Regions from separate parts of the Mus musculus genome. Here regions 1, 3, 4, 5 and 6 are each linked to region 2. The links are chromatin contacts, called in public ChIA-PET, HiChIP or PLAC-seq and Micro-C maps. All regions are on one chromosome and are shown on one strand. The core of a region is the stretch at or near the end of the contact, and the rest is flanking DNA. Distances in the headings are between cores, read along the strand shown. Region 1 holds the start of Tubb3 (tubulin, beta 3 class III). Region 2 holds the start of 2810013P06Rik (RIKEN cDNA 2810013P06 gene). Region 3 holds the start of Cbfa2t3 (CBFA2/RUNX1 translocation partner 3). Region 4 holds the start of Acsf3 (acyl-CoA synthetase family member 3). Region 5 holds the start of Def8 (differentially expressed in FDCP 8). Region 6 holds the start of Spire2 (spire type actin nucleation factor 2).

The links. Hi-C and Micro-C count contacts between places; a contact is called where the count stands out from the background. ChIA-PET counts read pairs in DNA pulled down with a chosen protein or histone mark. HiChIP or PLAC-seq counts read pairs in DNA pulled down with a chosen protein or histone mark.
Region 1: a Micro-C map of embryonic stem cells shows a contact between it and region 2, with 2.4 times the contacts expected there. The contact joins the promoter of Tubb3 here to the promoter of 2810013P06Rik in region 2. A contact is called at or near these places in 1 of 484 Hi-C or Micro-C datasets (embryonic stem cells) and 1 of 115 datasets of contacts at active chromatin or transcription factors (memory CD8 T cells).
Region 3: a contact with region 2 is called in an H3K27ac HiChIP or PLAC-seq map of epiblast stem cells, with 7 times the contacts expected there. The contact joins the promoter of Cbfa2t3 here to the promoter of 2810013P06Rik in region 2. A contact is called at or near these places in 2 of 39 promoter capture datasets (liver and pre-B cells), 2 of 484 Hi-C or Micro-C datasets (the HL-1 cell line and cerebellum), 5 of 115 datasets of contacts at active chromatin or transcription factors (embryonic forebrain, embryonic hindbrain, epiblast stem cells and 2 more) and 2 of 9 other capture datasets (adipose tissue and embryonic stem cells).
Region 4: an RNA polymerase II ChIA-PET map of memory CD8 T cells shows a contact between it and region 2, with 51 read pairs. The contact joins the promoter of Acsf3 here to the promoter of 2810013P06Rik in region 2. A contact is called at or near these places in 8 of 39 promoter capture datasets (embryonic stem cells, fetal liver, hippocampal neurons and 4 more) and 2 of 115 datasets of contacts at active chromatin or transcription factors (epiblast stem cells and memory CD8 T cells).
Region 5: a contact with region 2 is called in an H3K27ac HiChIP or PLAC-seq map of extraembryonic endoderm stem cells. The contact joins the promoter of Def8 here to the promoter of 2810013P06Rik in region 2. A contact is called at or near these places in 1 of 39 promoter capture datasets (liver), 2 of 115 datasets of contacts at active chromatin or transcription factors (extraembryonic endoderm stem cells and memory CD8 T cells) and 1 of 9 other capture datasets (liver).
Region 6: a contact with region 2 is called in a Micro-C map of embryonic stem cells, with 2.7 times the contacts expected there. The contact joins the promoter of Spire2 here to the promoter of 2810013P06Rik in region 2. A contact is called at or near these places in 2 of 39 promoter capture datasets (liver and stem cell-derived epiblast-like cells), 1 of 15 datasets of contacts at CTCF or cohesin (the NIH/3T3 cell line), 1 of 484 Hi-C or Micro-C datasets (embryonic stem cells), 2 of 115 datasets of contacts at active chromatin or transcription factors (embryonic stem cells and pancreatic cancer cells) and 1 of 9 other capture datasets (adipose tissue).

What each region holds. Positions count from the first base shown.
Region 1 is chr8:123,410,113-123,412,812 of GRCm38.p6, reverse strand. It overlaps Tubb3 (tubulin, beta 3 class III), which reads right to left and starts at 1,260. Exons shown (of 4, transcript NM_023279.3): 1 at 1,151-1,260. The coding sequence starts at 1,207. Mc1r (melanocortin 1 receptor) reads right to left here. Exons shown (of 1, transcript NM_008559.2): 1 at 2,069-2,700.
Region 2 is chr8:123,041,281-123,043,980 of GRCm38.p6, reverse strand. It overlaps 2810013P06Rik (RIKEN cDNA 2810013P06 gene), which reads right to left and starts at 1,406. Exons shown (of 1, transcript NR_045268.1): 1 at 1-1,406. Ankrd11 (ankyrin repeat domain 11) reads left to right here and starts at 1,697. Exons shown (of 13, transcript NM_001081379.2): 1 at 1,697-2,032.
Region 3 is chr8:122,676,801-122,679,500 of GRCm38.p6, reverse strand. It overlaps Cbfa2t3 (CBFA2/RUNX1 translocation partner 3), which reads left to right and starts at 1,326. Exons shown (of 12, transcript NM_001109873.1): 1 at 1,326-1,639.
Region 4 is chr8:122,774,129-122,776,835 of GRCm38.p6, reverse strand. Acsf3 (acyl-CoA synthetase family member 3) reads right to left here and starts at 1,350. Exons shown (of 10, transcript NM_144932.4): 1 at 1,246-1,350. It overlaps Gm39271 (a long non-coding RNA gene), which reads left to right and starts at 1,388. Exons shown (of 3, transcript XR_879309.2): 1 at 1,388-1,552; 2 at 2,503-2,707.
Region 5 is chr8:123,441,576-123,444,275 of GRCm38.p6, reverse strand. It overlaps Def8 (differentially expressed in FDCP 8), which reads right to left and starts at 1,320. Exons shown (of 12, transcript NM_054046.5): 1 at 1,225-1,320.
Region 6 is chr8:123,331,454-123,334,153 of GRCm38.p6, reverse strand. Spire2 (spire type actin nucleation factor 2) reads right to left here and starts at 1,441. Exons shown (of 15, transcript NM_172287.2): 1 at 1,134-1,441. The coding sequence starts at 1,389.

The sequences.
Region 1 (2,700 bases), core at 11-2,510, 370 kb before region 2:
AAACTTGTAATTTACATGTCAGCCACGTGACTGGCCCAGCCCGTGGTAATTAGCTTTTTTGTTCCTGCCCGGTTTCTATGGCAACAGCCTCCAGAGGTACTCTTTGCTTCGTCCCCTCCCTCCCAGGACCTGTCTACCCAACCTCCTCCTTTGGGAACTAGCATCCCTAAGCCCCGTCCAGCATTCATCTGGACAAAGCTCCCGTTTCATGTTGTTCAGAAGGGAGAAGATTGAGGTAGCTGACCCCACCCACTCAAATGCAACCCAAGTGGAGGTTGGGCTTCTGCAGGAATCAAGTAGTTCTGTCTGCCACTTGCTGTGTGACCTTGGGTAAGGAACAGTCTCCTAAGGACTTGGAAACAGGACAGCTACCTCACTAATGATAGTAGGATTGCGGAGTCACTGCACCAACCCCGCGCCCCCCCCCCGTTTTTTTCTTTTTCTTTTTCTTTTTCTTTTGCCTTGGCTTCAACACCTGGATGCGGGCTAACAATAGAGGGGAAATTGAGGCAATCCTTGCAGTCGGCTTTGTTCTGTGCTCAATCCCGACTGGGAGGCCTTGGGAGCGCACAGTTAGAGATGGGAGATTTTCAGAGTCCAGTTCTGGATCAAGGTCATTGGAGTGCAGGCCGAACTCCTCCAACAAAGGAACAGGGTGGGGCAAGGAAACTGGGTGAGCTGAACAAGGTTGGGGATATGAGGGCGGCCTTGCTCCCTGAAGACTGTCTAGTTCTCCAGTGGGGATCCAGGCATGTACAGTCATTATGGTTTTAGGGGAGAGCCCCACCCAAAGTTGCCCGACACACCCATCTTACTCAAGGCTTAAGTGGCAACCTCAAAGAAGGCCACGCCCAGTCGGCGCCCCCCAACCACATCCCCTGTACCTGATGGTGTGTGTGGGTGCGCAGAATGGATGGGAATGCGAGTCAGAAGGGTTACCCCCAGCCTTCTCCTGCAACCTGGGCGCAGTGCAGAGTGGCGTGATTGAGGGGAACCGATTGGGGACCCCGGGGTCCCAGGAGCGGGGCAAGGGGCTGGGCTCTTCCCTTTGTTCCGCTAGCGGCTCCCAGAGTCGCCTTTCTCTCCCTCCACCCACCGCCCTGGGGCTGGCGCTTGTGGGGACGCAGGACGCCGGACGGCTCAGCCTCACCTTGGCCCCTATCTGGTTGCCGCACTGGCCGGCCTGGATGTGCACGATCTCCCTCATGCTGACTTCACGCGGCTAGAGACGAAAAGGCAGGCGGACAGCAGGCTGCGGAGGATCGGCAGCCTCCGCCGCGCCCTCTTATAAGAGGCTGCCCCGCCCTCGCTGGCTGATGTAAGCGCTGCGGGCCAATGCTGGAGCGCCGCACAATGCGGCAGGCTCTGCAGCATCAGCACCGGCACCGAGATCCGCCCGCACAATGCGGAGCAAGTCTGGCCGCGCCTTCGGAGGAGGGGCCACCGGTGGGCAATCCGCTCTGGGGACAATAGAACCCAGGCCCCTTAGTGCCCCACCCCAGTAGCTGCCTCCCCATTTTGTCCCTGCCCCATCCCCACCCTGCAGCTTTGTGAAGAGGGTCTTTCTTTCTCTCAAGTGCTTAAGAATCAAGACCCATATTCTCTGAGTCCGCCGAGTCGCTTGAGGTGGGAGAGGCAGGGGAAGCGAAACCCTTCTTGAGACCTCTGTGCAGACCTGGGGACGCTAGTCAGGACGGTGGCGGATTATAGCTCCGAACTCTGAGGTCACTATTTTCTGGAGAAGAGAGGGCTACCAGTCCGCGGCTCCACAAAGGGCTGCGCCGAGGGTGCAAATGTACCTGGGGTGTGAGGATGCACACACAGTATCTGGCAAGTACCCCTGCTCCATGAAAATCTCTGTGAAAAATTCTAAGGATATACAACCCACTCAGTGGAGCATGTCGAACAGTCTTTTTTTGTCTGAGCCATGCCTGATGTCATTGGTACCCTTGTGCTTCTGGTACAAGTGAGGGTGAAGAGGGGGCACGAGGTGAGCTGGAGCTACCTAGGTAAGGAGACTGTGTGTGGAGGGGGCCCATTGGGAAGCAGAATCAGGAGGGCATGCAAATTCACAGACAACACTGATTTAATATTCATCTAGGACCAGTGACACCTTATGAGGACTATTTGATATTTCAGTGACAGAAAATTCTTCGGGAAGAATCTGAGACAATAGTACCACACTTCAATGGTCCACAAACATTCATTTCACAAGAGCCGCTAAAAAGCTTAAAAACACCTGCAGATGCCTTCGTCCAGTTTGCACGCACGGGTGCACGCTGGATAGAGCGGCTGCGCATACAACTTTCTCTGAGGGTAAGCATCCAAGTTAGCCGAGTTTAGAAATGGGTCTTTTGTTCTCAAGAGATGCCCCTCCCCCACAATGTGTCCATGATGTGGCTTTCTGTGGTTCCAGCTGGCCTGGCTCAAGAAGTATTGGGTGAGCATCTGTCTCTGTCTCCTTGTCTGGACAGAGAAGATGCTTAGAAGCATCCAGAGGCCTGGGATGCTTCTCTGACAGATGACATCAGGCCAGAGCTCTCTGTGTCCCCAGGGAGCTATGGTGTCAGGCTAAAGGCTGACTCATGGTCCTGTCTTCCAGCAAAGGCTGGCCCTGCCGGGAACCAGCTTCCAATCTCAGTCCAGCAGGGCTGGAGCTGATAGTGTGGCTAGGTCCTGGCCTGGTGCCATTTCCTGACT
Region 2 (2,700 bases), core at 157-2,656:
AACCCTCTACAGAACTATTTCCAGGAAGGCCAGGGCTCCACAGAGAAAACTTGTCTCAAACAAACAAACAAAACCCCAAAAGTCAAAAACAAAACAAAACAAAGAAGTATAAATATTGATTTTAGTCACTTAGCTTTTCTGGTTCACAAATACACAGATGCTCTTTAAATAGGACAAGGCTGGAAGTTTGACTACTTAAAACTTTTTTTTTGTAGATTTTTTTCTGTGCAGAAGCGTATTTTTTTTCTGTGTATATGTATGTGTACTAGTGCATGTTTGGGGAGCCCCTAGACAATGTTAGATCTTCTAGAACAGGAGTTACAGATGCCGGGAATCGAACCCAGATCCTCTGGAAGAGCAGCCAGTGAGTGCTTTTGACCGACAGGTCATCTCCCCAGGTCCCATTTACTTTAAAAGATTTATATGTAGTCTATATGTGTGAGTACTCTACTCGGGTGTGAGTTCCTGAAAAGTCAGAAGATGTCAAGTCCTCTGAAGGTGGCTGTGAAGCTGTCTGAGGTGGGTGCCGAGAAGGGCAGCACGTGCTCTTAGCCGCCGAGCCATCTCTCCAGCCCTGGTTACTTGTTATTTTATATTTTATTATATTATGAAATTGGCTTTCACTGTGTAGCCCTAGCTGGCCCGGAACTCAGAGATCCAGCCTGCCTCTGCCTAAGTACCGGGATAAAAAGCCTATACCAACATATCAGACTCGTCACAATTACTTTATGCATTTTTCTGAGACAAAGGTTTCATGGAACTCAAATCTTGAACTCGAAATGTTCACAACAATGTACTCTGAGCTCCGGATACGCCTGTCTCGGTCACTACAGCGCTGGGATTCGAATTTTTAGCTCGTTTGCAAACCAAATCACTACTAACGCAAACCATCATTAAACTTTTTCCGCGTTCTGTAAATTCAAACAATCAGGCACATGACGATGCGACTTTGCTGCCTAGCTCTGAGGTTCGTCAACCTTTTTTTTTGTTGTTGTTGTTGTTTCATGAACCATCGCGGTGAAGTTCTGGAGCCGGGGAAGGGAGGCGGCTGAAGCGCGCGCGGTGTCTAAGGAAACCTCCGGGCAGAGTCTGGAGCTCACCACATCCCGGTTGCTAACGTGGCTCACGGGACTCGGAGCGAAGCGCAGTCCAGGAACACCTCCAGGAAAGAGCCGGATCGCGGGTGGGGGCCGAGGCCGCCTTTCTCCTTCGCGGCCATCATCCCGGCTGCCTTTGCTCCTGCAAGAGCCTCCTGCCGGCTAGAGACACACATTCTCGAAGCTCACACAGGCTCACAGGCGACACACGACCTCGCGTCCGCAGCGCAAGGCCAGCCGGTACAAGCCGGCTCCCACCTTCTGGCTCCTTCGACAACAACCTTGTTTCCAGACCGCGGCCTCATCACTTCCGGCACCGAGTAGGGCCAATCGTCGTGTCCCGTGGCAGGGAGGTCAGCCAATCCAGCGGCTTTCTCCGCCTGGGTCTCCTACGCACGGATGCCAATCATTCCCGGACGTCTCCCTAGCGCCGCCCCGTGCCTGTTACGGAAGCCGTCGGGCCGTCTGAGCCCTTTCACCCCGGCATCGCATTTCCTCTCCGACGTGACGTAAGCGGCCCCTGCCGCTCTGCGGGGCGGGCCAATGGCGGTGGCGGATACGGCGAGCCAATGGGCGGGAGGCTCTCATGCGGCCGGCGCCCGCCGCAGCCACCGCTGGGTCCTGGAGCCAGAGGCCGCCCGCGACAGAGCGCGATGGACCGAGGGCCCCAGCCGGGGAGGCGCCGCGGCGGAGTCCGCGGCCAGACGCCCCCGCAGTAGCGTCCGCGCGAGCGCCGCGGCCCCGCGTGAGCTCCTGCACGCCGAGGGCGGGCTTGCATCCCGCCGGCCCCGCACTCGCCGCAGCCTCCAGCCCGCGCGCCGACGCCGCCTTCCCGCCCGGGCCGCGCGGCCCGGGAAACGCGGCCGCGGGCTGCATGGGCAGCGCCCGCGCCCCGCCGCCGTTCCGCCGCGGAGCCGCGTCGCCCTCGGAGCCGGGTGAGAGGCGCCGGGGACCTGGGGGGTGGTGGTCGGGGAGGGCGTCGGGCGTTCCTGCGGCCTTGCGGCCTGCAGGCCTCCTCCGCTGCCCGCCGCCGCGGGTGCCCCGGGGCGGGCCGTGCGCCGCGAGAGGCCGGTCGGTGGGCCGCGGGGGTCCTGCGAGCGACCATGAGGGGCCGAGGGCGGGCTCCGAGGCCGGCCTCGGGGCGTCCCGGGGGTCGGGCGGCCGAGAGAGGCTAAGGAAGGGCTCCGGGGTGGGCTGTGGCGGCCGTGAGGACCGAGGGCGGGCCTTGAGCGAGGGTCGATGGTGCGTTAGTGGGTCCCGGGACGCTGTGAGGACGACGGCGGGCTCCCGGGAGTCCCTGGGGTCCTCAGTGGCGCGGGGCGCCGACCTCTGACCCTCGGGAGGGGCTCCGTCGCCGGGCTGGTGGTAGTTGTTATTCCCAGCGTCCCTATTATTATCGTGTTTTGAAATGGGAGCAGGCGGCCCTCGGGCTGCGAGCCGAGCCGGAGGGGGCGGGCGAGCCGGGGACCTGGAGCTGCGGGGTGCGGAGGCGCGCAGGCCCGAGTGGGGGCAGGAATGCGGGGCGGCGGGGGGCGTCTGGGGGAGGGGAAGGCGGGACTCGGGGGGGAGAGTGGGAGGAAAGCGGTGTAGGCGACGGCTGCAG
Region 3 (2,700 bases), core at 77-2,576, 360 kb after region 2:
CATCCTCCACAGAGGGAGATCCGGGAAACCAAGGAGCCCAGATCCCACCCCAGGAGGACCGTGCAGGAACGCTTTTTCAAGAAGGCAGAGGTGAACCCCTGAGAGGGACCCCAACTGGGGAAAACCAAGCCACTACAGCAAGCCTGGAAAGAAACGGAGGGTATTTTTACTTATTTATTTATTTAATTTTGGCACATTGCTAGATTTTTATCCTTCACATGCAGATGTATGCCTAATGAGATGAAAATCAAGCCCCCCCCACCCCCACCCCCCCGCTGATCTGAAGTTCTGGCCCCTTGTCTCTGCAGGCGGTGACCCTGGGTCTCTCCTTAGTCTCAAAGAAGCAAAGTGTGAGTGAGTGAAAAACTGGGAAGGGAAAGGAAGGAAGTGCAGCGAGTTTGCTCAAATGTACCAACCGGAGGAACGCCTGGGACTTGTCGCAAGGCGCCTCGAGGAAAAGTGGGTAAAGTGGGTGGGGAGCAGGCTCAGAGGAAGCAGAGAAAGTAGGACGCGGACAAGCAGAAGCAGCGGCTGGGGGCTTTTCCTCAGGTTGACATTAAAATGAATGATATGCAAACGAATGCAAAGCATATGCGAACGCCGGCCCCGATGGCAGTGGGGAGAGCGGGATCCTGAGCCCACTTGCCGCAGGTCGCCTGGCGCCTTGGGGACCAAGGCCGAGCGCGGCGGGTGGAGCGCGCCCCCTGCCGGCAGAACGCGCAGGTGGCCCGGGTACCCCGAAGGGCTTGCGAAGGGGGTGAGGGGGGGTGCGGCGGCCGAAGGAGGGGCGCCCGCCTCCCCGTCCCGGAGTAGACACCGCGGCTCCGGGAGCAGCGACGCCGTCGGGCTGCGACTGCTCCGAGGTGGGTGTGTGCGGTGCGCTCAGCTCGCCCGCCCTCCCGGGGCGCGGCCTGCGCGGGGCGGGGGCGCACAGCTAGGAGTCCGCCCCGCACCGGGTTGCCCCGCGCCGCACGCACTGGCTACGCGCTGGGACTCCTCGGCCCGTTCCCACTCCACGGCCCCGCTCTCCTGCATCCGTACGGGGGTCCCACGCGCGGCCTGGCGCTCCTGAGGTCCCTACGTCCTGAGTCGGACCCCATAGCCAAGTCCGCCGGGCGCGTCCCGGGGCCCCTCGGCCACCCGGGCGGTGGAGGCGGGAGCCGCTCTGGGCATTGGGCGGCGCCGGGCGCACGGAACCGGGCCTCTCTCCGGCGGCCGGCGCCCCGGGGCGGAGCGAGCGCGATGGGCGTCGGGCTGGAGGCAGGTGGCGCAGCGGCGGCGGGGCGCGGGAGGCGGGGGCGGAGCGCGCGGGGCGGGGGCCGCGGGACTCGGTGAGACGCGCGGGCGAGCGCGCGGCAGCAGAGCCGAAAGCACGGCGGCTGGACCCGGCGGCCGCCGAGGCCGAAACCACCCGGGCAGCGTGCGGGCTTTGTTCCCGCGCTGGGGGCCGAACGCACTCGGCATGGCCCAGGCGGTCGCCCCGCGCGCCCCGACCCCGCCGCGCGCCTGAGCCCCGCGCAGCGCGAGAAGACAGCGTACGGATCGCCCCCAAGTTATGGAGGTGGCGACCCAGTGAGAAGGAAAAGCCACTTCGGGAGCCGGGTTGCGAGAGAGCTACGGTCCCCTGGAGCTCCAGACCGTAAGTGCCGCCCCTGCCCTGTTCAACACCGCCGCTGTCACCCTACTTTGCCGGTTGCTGCCGTCCCGGGGGTCCTCGCTTTGCACCCCCTCTCCAGCCCCTCCACTTTACAAAGTTCGTGCCCACGGCAGGGTGGAGCCAACTCTGCCCACTCATTTGACTGAGTTGCAGCCACCCTAGGTGAGCAGACAGCTTGACCTGTCCAGAGTGTGTGTGGTTCATCTTTAGGTAGGAGCTGAGTCGGTGGGGGAGTATGGGCTCCCCAACCACCACCCACAAGCGCCCCCTGGGGTGCCGGGTCTCCTGACAAAGACTGGTAGCCTGAATGACAGGGCTCGGGACTGACTGGAGTAGCGGGAGGGCAACCTTCCTGGGAGATAGTGCTGGCAGGAGAGGGTCTGCTGCTTTCTCTAGCCCTTCCCCCTCTTATTTTGGTCCCTGGATCAGCCATTAGGGCCATGGAGCTGAGCATCCTTCCTGATGGTCGGGAGGGGATCCTGACCGCCCTCCCTGGGGTCCTGACAGCCAGGTGCAGGCACAGCCTCCGGCTCTGATCCTTCTCACAGGCTTTGGGAACGGTCCATCTGTGTGTAGGGCAGGCCCAGAGCCAGGCTGTGGGAACAGCGGGGAGGAGGTGTGAGGAGGTGTGAGCACCGCGGAGGGACAGATGGCTGGGAATTCAGCCGGAGTCGGGCTGACTAAGGTGGAGCAGAAGGCAGCCAGGCTGGCAGCTCCTGGCTTTGAGCCGCTGCCTTTCAACTCATGGCCCTGAACTTGGTGTGTTTGGGCTTCTTGACCACAGTGCTGGCTGGACCTACCCCCCTGCTCCATGAATAGAACTATCTGATCATGTGAGCTAAAGCTGACTTTCAGAGCCCAATTCCTCAAAATAACAGACGATCTCATGCTCCTGTTTGTAGGGTTGATCCCAGTAACTGTCACACCCGTCCCTCCTATCCTGAGGCCAGGATGTGGCTTCATTATGTCTGGCTGGGTGTGTGCTTCCTCCCGGCGCTCAGAAACAGGAGGTTCCCAGGCAGCCACTCAGAGGATGGGGCTGG
Region 4 (2,707 bases), core at 101-2,600, 270 kb after region 2:
TTCCTGTGTGGACAGCTGTACTCATGCTGGGGTGGCACTGCTGTGCCATCGTCAGTTCTTATAAGTTCTACCATGTCCCCTCTGAGGCACTGTCTTACTCTCTCATATATGGAAATGGGACCAGTGCAGGCCTCCAAAGCCACTTTGGTCTTTGTACTGGCTGGATTTGTGTCAATTTAACACAAGCCTGATTTATCACAGAAAAAGGAGCCTCCCTTAAGGAAGTGCCTCCATGAGATCCAGCTGCAAGGCCTTTTCTCAATTAGTGATCAAGGGTTGGAGGACCCATTGTGGGTGGTGCCATTCCTGGGCTGGTACTCTTGGGTTCTATAAGAAAGCAGGCTGAGCAAGCCAGGGGAAGCAAGCCAGTAAGGAATGTCCCTCCATGGCCTCTGCGTCAGCTCCTGCTTTCTGACCTGTTTGAGTTCCAGTCCTGACTTCCTTTGGTGATGAACAGCAACATGGAAGTGTAAGCTGAATAAACCCTTTCTTCCCCAACTTGCTTCTAGGTCATAATGTTTGTGCAGGAATAGAAACCCCAACTAAGAAAGTCTTCAAGCATGAGCCTGGCCCAATCATTAAACATCTGTCAGCATTGAGCTAACTCCCAGCTCGTCCAACCAGAGCCAGTTCTTTAGGGCAAAACACTGTCTATTCAGGGCATCTGGCTGTGCATGGTTCCCTGACCCACTTCATGTCCAGGGATGTCATCAGAAAGGTATGTCTACATCCGTCTGGAGACAAGGGCAGCAGGGACACCGGTTTTACAATAATCACGTTGGCCTTGAAAACGCTTAGCGCATTTCCGATTTCAGGACTCCCTCTCGGGACAGCCTATGGCTTAGATGTGCTCCTACAGCAGTATCTGGAGGCTCTCACGGGTCTTAGTGGTCAGCCACAGGCAAGTTCCCTCCCTTCCAGGATGAGAATCAACACACTTCTCTTTTAGAGAAATTCCCGGACCCGCTTCCAAATCCAGAAGCCCTTCCTCGCATGCACGCTGGTCCCGTCCCTGACGCCCTAGTCGGCTCTCGGGACCCATCCGAGCCAGGACCCTGGCGACCTGCATCCCACACGGTGCTCGGCGCAAACAAATCGGGGAGGGGTTTCGTGTGACGTCATCCCGGGTCCTTACAGAAGTGTCCCTCACGCTGTGACAGACACCTGCCCGACAGGTCCCACGGCCCCCGGGTCAGCTCCAGCTCACCTCGACACCCCCTTTCTTGTAGTCTGCTGCGCGCTCACCTGGGGTCAGGCGGGGTTGGGGTGGGGGTGTCAGGGGTGGGGCACGGGAGTGCGAGGTTGTCCAGGTAGGTGAAGCGGGCCGGAATGAGTCCTACACCTAAAAGTGTCCGCAGGCGAAAAGTGTCCGTCGATCTAATACGTCCCGGGATGCAGCGCCTGAGAAATGCGTTCCGGGAACGAACGTTCCTGCTCATTCGCATACTCCATCTGCTCGCAAGTCTTGAGAGGGACTGGCAGAGAGTGGCCTTTAGGTGCCTGACATCTGTTACCAGATCTCTGGATCCATTGTCCTGATGGAACAAGTACTGTGAGTTGTTTGCATTGGGTCCTATTTAACTGTTGTTATTGAGACAGGGTCTCATGTAGCCCAAGCCAGCAATGTAGCTAAGGGTAACCTACCTCTACCTTTTGAGAGATGACTAATTATAGGCTTGCTTCGCCACATTCGGCTTACGTAGTGCCAAGGATGAAACCTGGGGCTTCACACATGCTAGACAAGCACCGCAACGACTTGGAGCTGTATTCTCAGCTCTCAACGATCATTTTAATAGGCATGATGGCTCCCGTGGCCAAAGGGACCACACAGCTGTGGTCACCATCTTCGCCAAATCAGGATGTAAATGGACTCCCTTGGCCCCTGAAGAGGGGTTCCTCGGCTTGCAGCTGGGGGGGTCTATATGCTAAACACACCTCTGTGACACAGACCAGGAACTGTGGCAGGATGGAGGCAAGGTCTCATTCTGTAGCACAGGATGGCATTAAACTCCTGGTAATCCCACTGCCTCAGCCTCCTGAGTATAGGGATTACAGATCTATGCCTCCACAGCCAGTTTTAGGGTAGGATACTAAATGCTTTCTGTACAGTAAAGATAAACCTTGAAACACTAAGGTCTGTTTGTCAGTGGCAGCAAAGCTATAGACAAAACTCCTCTCCCTGCAGCAGCTGGGGAAGTCTCACAGACCTCCATGTAGGTAAAACACGGATTCTTGACTTAGGCTTTCAGGAAGATTCATTATGAAGCACATTTGGAGTTAGCAAGACGTAGCTTTAATATAGTTTTAAGCATTACCATTGAGACATACTGGTGAGGGAACTGATTTAGGCGAAGGATGGTAGACGCCCTAGTACTGATGTGGGCTTCTGAGGAGAGCACTGGGTGTCTTTACAATAGCCATACACAAAATTCAGGAGGCTTCTGAAGTTATACAGTTTCTAACAAACTTTTTGTTTCCTTTTCTTTTCCCTTTTTTGGCAAGTGAGATCAAAGAGAGGAAGAGGCAGAGAATCAACGTGAATCAAAATGTCTAACATTGGGATTTACACCACAGACCCTAGGACTTCTATGCTTAAATGTCTACACCCAAAGCATAGTCCTAAACATGGCCAGAATGGAGACAGATTCTGTGACCCCTGGGCCTTGGAAATCATCAAGAGTCTGGATTTGGGTTTGGAGTGCTCAGT
Region 5 (2,700 bases), core at 71-2,570, 400 kb before region 2:
CTTCTCTGGAAACCTCCCGATGGTTTAGAATATAGTCAGAGGGACAGGGAGACCTTGACCAGAGCTTGCCCTCCACTCTCCTCTGGGCTACCTTTCCCAGGAAAATGGCTCCCTTATGTATGTCCTGACTGGCACTGCCACCACCTGACCAGGAACAAAAGCAAGGAATGAATTAAGCAATGGAGCCATTTAACCCATCTTCCTGGTTTGTCTGGAACCAGTTTGGAGAACCATATTGCTCTTTCAGCTGAGTACGAATAGACAGCACCTCAGCCCAGCCCAGGCTGCAGGAAGCAACAGCCGGCTTTGAGTAGGACCCCATCTCCTATTTCCCCACCAGCCTTACAGAGATCTGCACCCAGAATCCGTGGTTGGCCTCAGGAAAGATACTCAAGAAAGGACAAAAAAAAAAAAAAAAAAAAAGAAAACTGTTCCATCCAGCCCCTGCAGAGGTCTCTCCTAAATCGAATAATAATTACAACTTGACAACTGAAACCCTCAGAGTAAGACCAAGGGTCTGTGGTACATCAGAGGCACTGGGTGAAAGTTCAAGACAGATTATGGTGAATAAGAGCCCGCCTCCGGTGTGTTACTTTAGCCACCAAAAAGTGCTAGTCCAAGGGCCACAGGAGTCCAAAGTACATCCTATTTGCTCACACCCTTAAAAAGGATGGACAGGCAATCCAGGCCAAGCAGGACCAGTGTTAATAATTCTCAACTACCCCAGAAGGCGCAACAAAGCGCACCTCACATTTCTACCCGCTATAACGTGAATTCATTCTGAGGATGCGACTGTCCCCACTGGGGCAGGTCTCTACGACCTTCCTCACCCATTTCATAGTTGTGAAACCGAAGGCTCAGAAAAGCTCAACATAGCAGAAGGCGAGTCCCTGCGGGTCCTTGGGCCGGGAGTCCCATACTCAGGCTCTGAAGCCACCCGGTGATTGGGGGTGGGGGTCGGCATCTGTGGACGCTAAGCTCTGCCCTACGTACTGCGGGGACCAATGAGGTCACCAAGGCCTTGCGCACAGCGGAGAGCCAGCAGGCGGCAGCCGGGAGCTGGACGTCTTGCTTGAGGCCTCTGCCAGTTCTGCACCATGAGTGCGTGGGTCAGAAGCCCGATCCCGGAGTCCGACCAGTGGCGATTGCATGCTGAGATCTGGACCCTCGCCTGCTTTCCCACCAGACCCCCCCGACACCTACAGAGACCGCTTTCTGGCTTACCTGGCTGCCGCTACATTGTACCGGACCGGCTGGCTACACTGTAGTTCGCCGCCGCTGATACACTGTACCGGCTCCTCCGCCCGCTGCTGCCGCCTCCGGCCAGGAGGTTCATGACACCGATTGCCCTGCTGGCTCGCTGGAGCACCTCCAAGTCTCCTGCTTCTGGTCCATAGAGTCCATTACCTTTGCCCTGAGTCTTTTCTCCTGAGTTCCCCCACCCCCACGCCTTAGTAATTGCATTCAAGGGAATGGTTCCACAGTGGTAACCCCTCAATGTCCCCACATCCCCAACACTGACATTCAGCTGTCCCCAGGACACCACCATCGAGACATTTAAGGTGCGTCTCAAGCTCCAAAGGTCCTATCTGAGAAAACAACAATAACACCACACACACACATCACACCACATACACACACACTACACACCACACACTCATACACACGACACACACACGACATACCACATACACACCACACACTCACTATACACACTACACACATACTATACACACCATACACATACACACACACCTCATACACACATGACACACTACATACACACTACACACACCACACACACTACACACACCACACATACACATCACACAACATAACACTACACACACCACACGCACATCAAACCACATACACACACAGAGACATACACACACCACACACCTAACACACCTCTGTCTGATAGTGAATAAATCATTCCCACCTGAGGCCAACCTTCAGTGCGTTCCTGATCACATTCCTTTGTCTGATCTAACTTCCACCGGACTCAGGACCAGCCCTTCTTCCCCACCCCACGGTGACACCACAGCCATGACAGCCTCAGCACCCTCAGACTCCCTCTGCACCTCAAGCCCAGCAGTTGGAGGATCCCAGGGAAGAAGTCTGCCTCAGACTTCACCTCCCAGCTCTCTCACCAGACTTCACCCTCCTTACCCCTAACAGGCCAGGTCCACACTTAGGCCTCTCTGGCTCAGCCTTTAGGATACAGTCTTTCCTAACCACAGCCAAATGTCTCTCCTAATACTTCCTCCTCATCTGTGAGCAGAGATATCGGAGAGGCACTCGTTACTGTCTGATGACTCTCCTCTGACATTTCTACTGACTCTTTGTTCCTCATCCCAAAGGCTAAGAGCTAAAGGCAAGTGTTTTGGATTATTACTTCTGTGCTAGAAGGCCTATACCAGTGCTTGTGATATGAGCCAATATCTGTACTAGCACTGGGCCCTCACCTTCACAGAGAGTCAAGGATGGAGCCACGTCTGCCTGTCTTCATTACTATGAGTCTTGACAGTTTCTCCGTTGATGCAACAGCACTTTTTCTTTTCTTTTCTTTTCTTTTTTTTTTTCTTTTCTTTCTTTTTTTTTTTTTTTTTGGTTTTTCGAGACAGGGTATCCCTGTGTAGCCCAGGCTGTCCTGGAACTCTGTAGACCAGGCTGGCTTCGAACTCAGAAATCCACCTG
Region 6 (2,700 bases), core at 192-2,691, 290 kb before region 2:
TGGGTATAGGCTGAGAAGCCTGGGAAAGCCACGGTGGCGGCTCCTCTGTGCGCACAATGGGCCCTTCCTGCTCCAGAGGCAGCTGTTGTCCTTTGCTTCTCTTTGGCCTTGCTTATCATTCCTAGTCCCCCGCAGATGCCTGCCTGAGAGAATTTCTGCAAGCCCACAGCTCTCGGGGTTGGAGGGAGGCCAGCCTTCCCTCAGCAAACACACAGCCTGCCTTTGTGCTCCCAACCGGGTATCAACTTTTGGGGTACTATCACTGTATGCCCCATACTAGAACTACAGTTCTCCAGGGGGAAAGTGAGGCGGAACAGTAGACAGGAGCCTGAACTCAACGCTCTGAATAGACTACAATAATCTTTCAAAAGCTCAATTGTTGGTTCTCACTGTTTAAGTTTTGGTTTTTTTTTTAAATCACAGGTTATACACTCTGCTTACATTTACAATTAAACTCAAAAAATTAGTATTAATTCAGTACAGACTCAGAACAAGGCACATTACTCCTGCTCTCCCTACCCCTAGAAAAAGGCACACATCTCTAAGTAGCCTCAAGGTCTGCAGTGTCGCCAGAGGGGAGTACCAGTTTCACGGGAACACCCACAGGCCCTGCCAGAGCAAGGCCAGAGGACTGCAGACTCCCCCAAACCATCTTAAAGGGAACTGACTAAAGGAGAGGCTTCCGAAATTCAGGACTTGACCGTAAGATACTCCGGCTTTTAACCAAAGCCACTCTCCCCTGGGGAAAGCGTCCCTGGGCGCGAGCAGCCAACCGGCCGCTTCTCATCAAGAACGATGGGCTGTTGGTAGGGTTATCCCAGACTGCGTGTGTGTGTGTGTGTGTGTGTGTGTGTGTGTGTGTGATAGTGGGCTGTTGGTAGGGTTATCCCAGACTGCGTGTGTGTGTGTGTGTGTGTGTGTGTGTGTGATTGTGGGGTTCTCCTAGGTCGAAGGGAAGACAAGGAGTCCCAGATCCAGAGGGCAGGGTGGGGCCTTCCCGGTCCGGTAGAGCGCTATCTGGGCGCTGATGTGAGAAAGGTCGAGGCCCCGTCACTTGGCACCGGGGTGCCCTCAGCGGCCGCCCGCTCGCCCGCCGCGCCGGCCACACCCCCACCCACTCCGGTGCGCCTTACCGGGCTCCAGCCGCGCGCCAACCGAACCGTCCCTACGCAGGAGGATGTCTGCCGTGTCCCGGATGCGCCGCACGCCGCCCGGCTCGCCCCGCAGCCCGCGGCAGCCCTGGAAGCACACCGCCCAGGCCTGCTCCTCGTTGATGGGCTGCTCGTACACCTTCAGCACTTCCTCCAGGGACAGCTCCCACGGCTCGGGCCGCGCCGCGCCCCCCGCGCGTTCGGGAGCTGCTGCGCCGCCGCCGCCCGCCCGGGCCATGGCCGCCCATCATCGCCGCCCGCGCGCGCGGCGGGTCTCCATAACAGCGGGGCGACGCACCGCCGAGCGAGGGGGCGGGTCCCGCGCCGCCCGTGTGCTTTGTCATTCCGGCCCCGCCCCTCGCGGGCAGATGCAGGTGAGGGCGGGGGCTGATGGAGGAGGAGGAGGCTAATGGTCAAAGAGGCGGGGCCGGGCGGGGAGGGAAGGGAAGACCGGTAGGGAGGGGCGAGCCAGGGGGAGGGGCAGAGCTAGGAGGGGCAGCCGGAGAGGGAGGGTGCAGGACAAGAGAGGACTAAGGTTTGTTAGAAACCGGTTGGGGGTGCGAGGAGGAAAAGCTGACTGAAGAGGGGTGGGGTTAAGCATGATGGGGACCTTGCACACGAACACACACACACACACACACAGAGGCACACGTACACGCGCTCCCTTGGCTCTGGCTCTTTAAAGCAGACAGTGCCTGTGATGGTCTTTGTGGAAGGCCTGGACCTTAGGAGGTCGCTATAGTGTGATTGGCTCAAAGATGATGCAAGCCTTCAGGGATGAAGTACTTCATAAATGGTCCTTTTTTTCTGCTCGAAAGGATCAGCTTCAAACCCTTAGTGTCTTAGTGACAAACAATGTGACCGAGCTAACACAACACCTCATTCTCAGAGTGTGTTGCCTTCATTCCAAGGCACATCAAAAGTGTTAACAAGCTAAGCACAGCACACAGCTTTGTTGAAAGTAGTTTCAGCCATCTTTACGACGGTTGAGAAGAACAGAGCGAGAAGACACAGCTGGGAGATAAATGATAACAAGGCAGTTGGTCTCGGGCTTTGCTTTGCGGTAGAACTATCGCCTAGGAAGCACAAGGCTGGGACATAATTGTAAGAGAGAGACTTGGTGTAGGGCTGGCTGACAATCTCCTCTGGATTCTTAGTCTTCAATTGGAAAGAAAGGATACAAATGAATTTTGCCTGAAAGTGTTTATAATCAATATCTGGGCGAGTGTGACATCCTTCAACCAGTTCTCAAGCTTATGAGACACAACAGATTTAAGCGGAACCAAAGGACACTGGAGAAGAGGAAATGAAAGGGAAGGTTCTCTCTGCTCAGGATACATTGTGCAGACAACCTGGAACTCTGGCTCTTCTTCCCTAATCCTCAGAAACTTCAAGGGCTACCTCAGTAGGGAAGGAACAGTAGGAACCTCCCACAAGGAAACTCATTCCTTGCTTATGTTAGGAATGAGAGCCTGTATCCAAGTAGTTTAAGGAAAGTCTGAGTCACACAGTACCAAGTGTGTGCTGACAGCGCCCACTGATGAGGCCA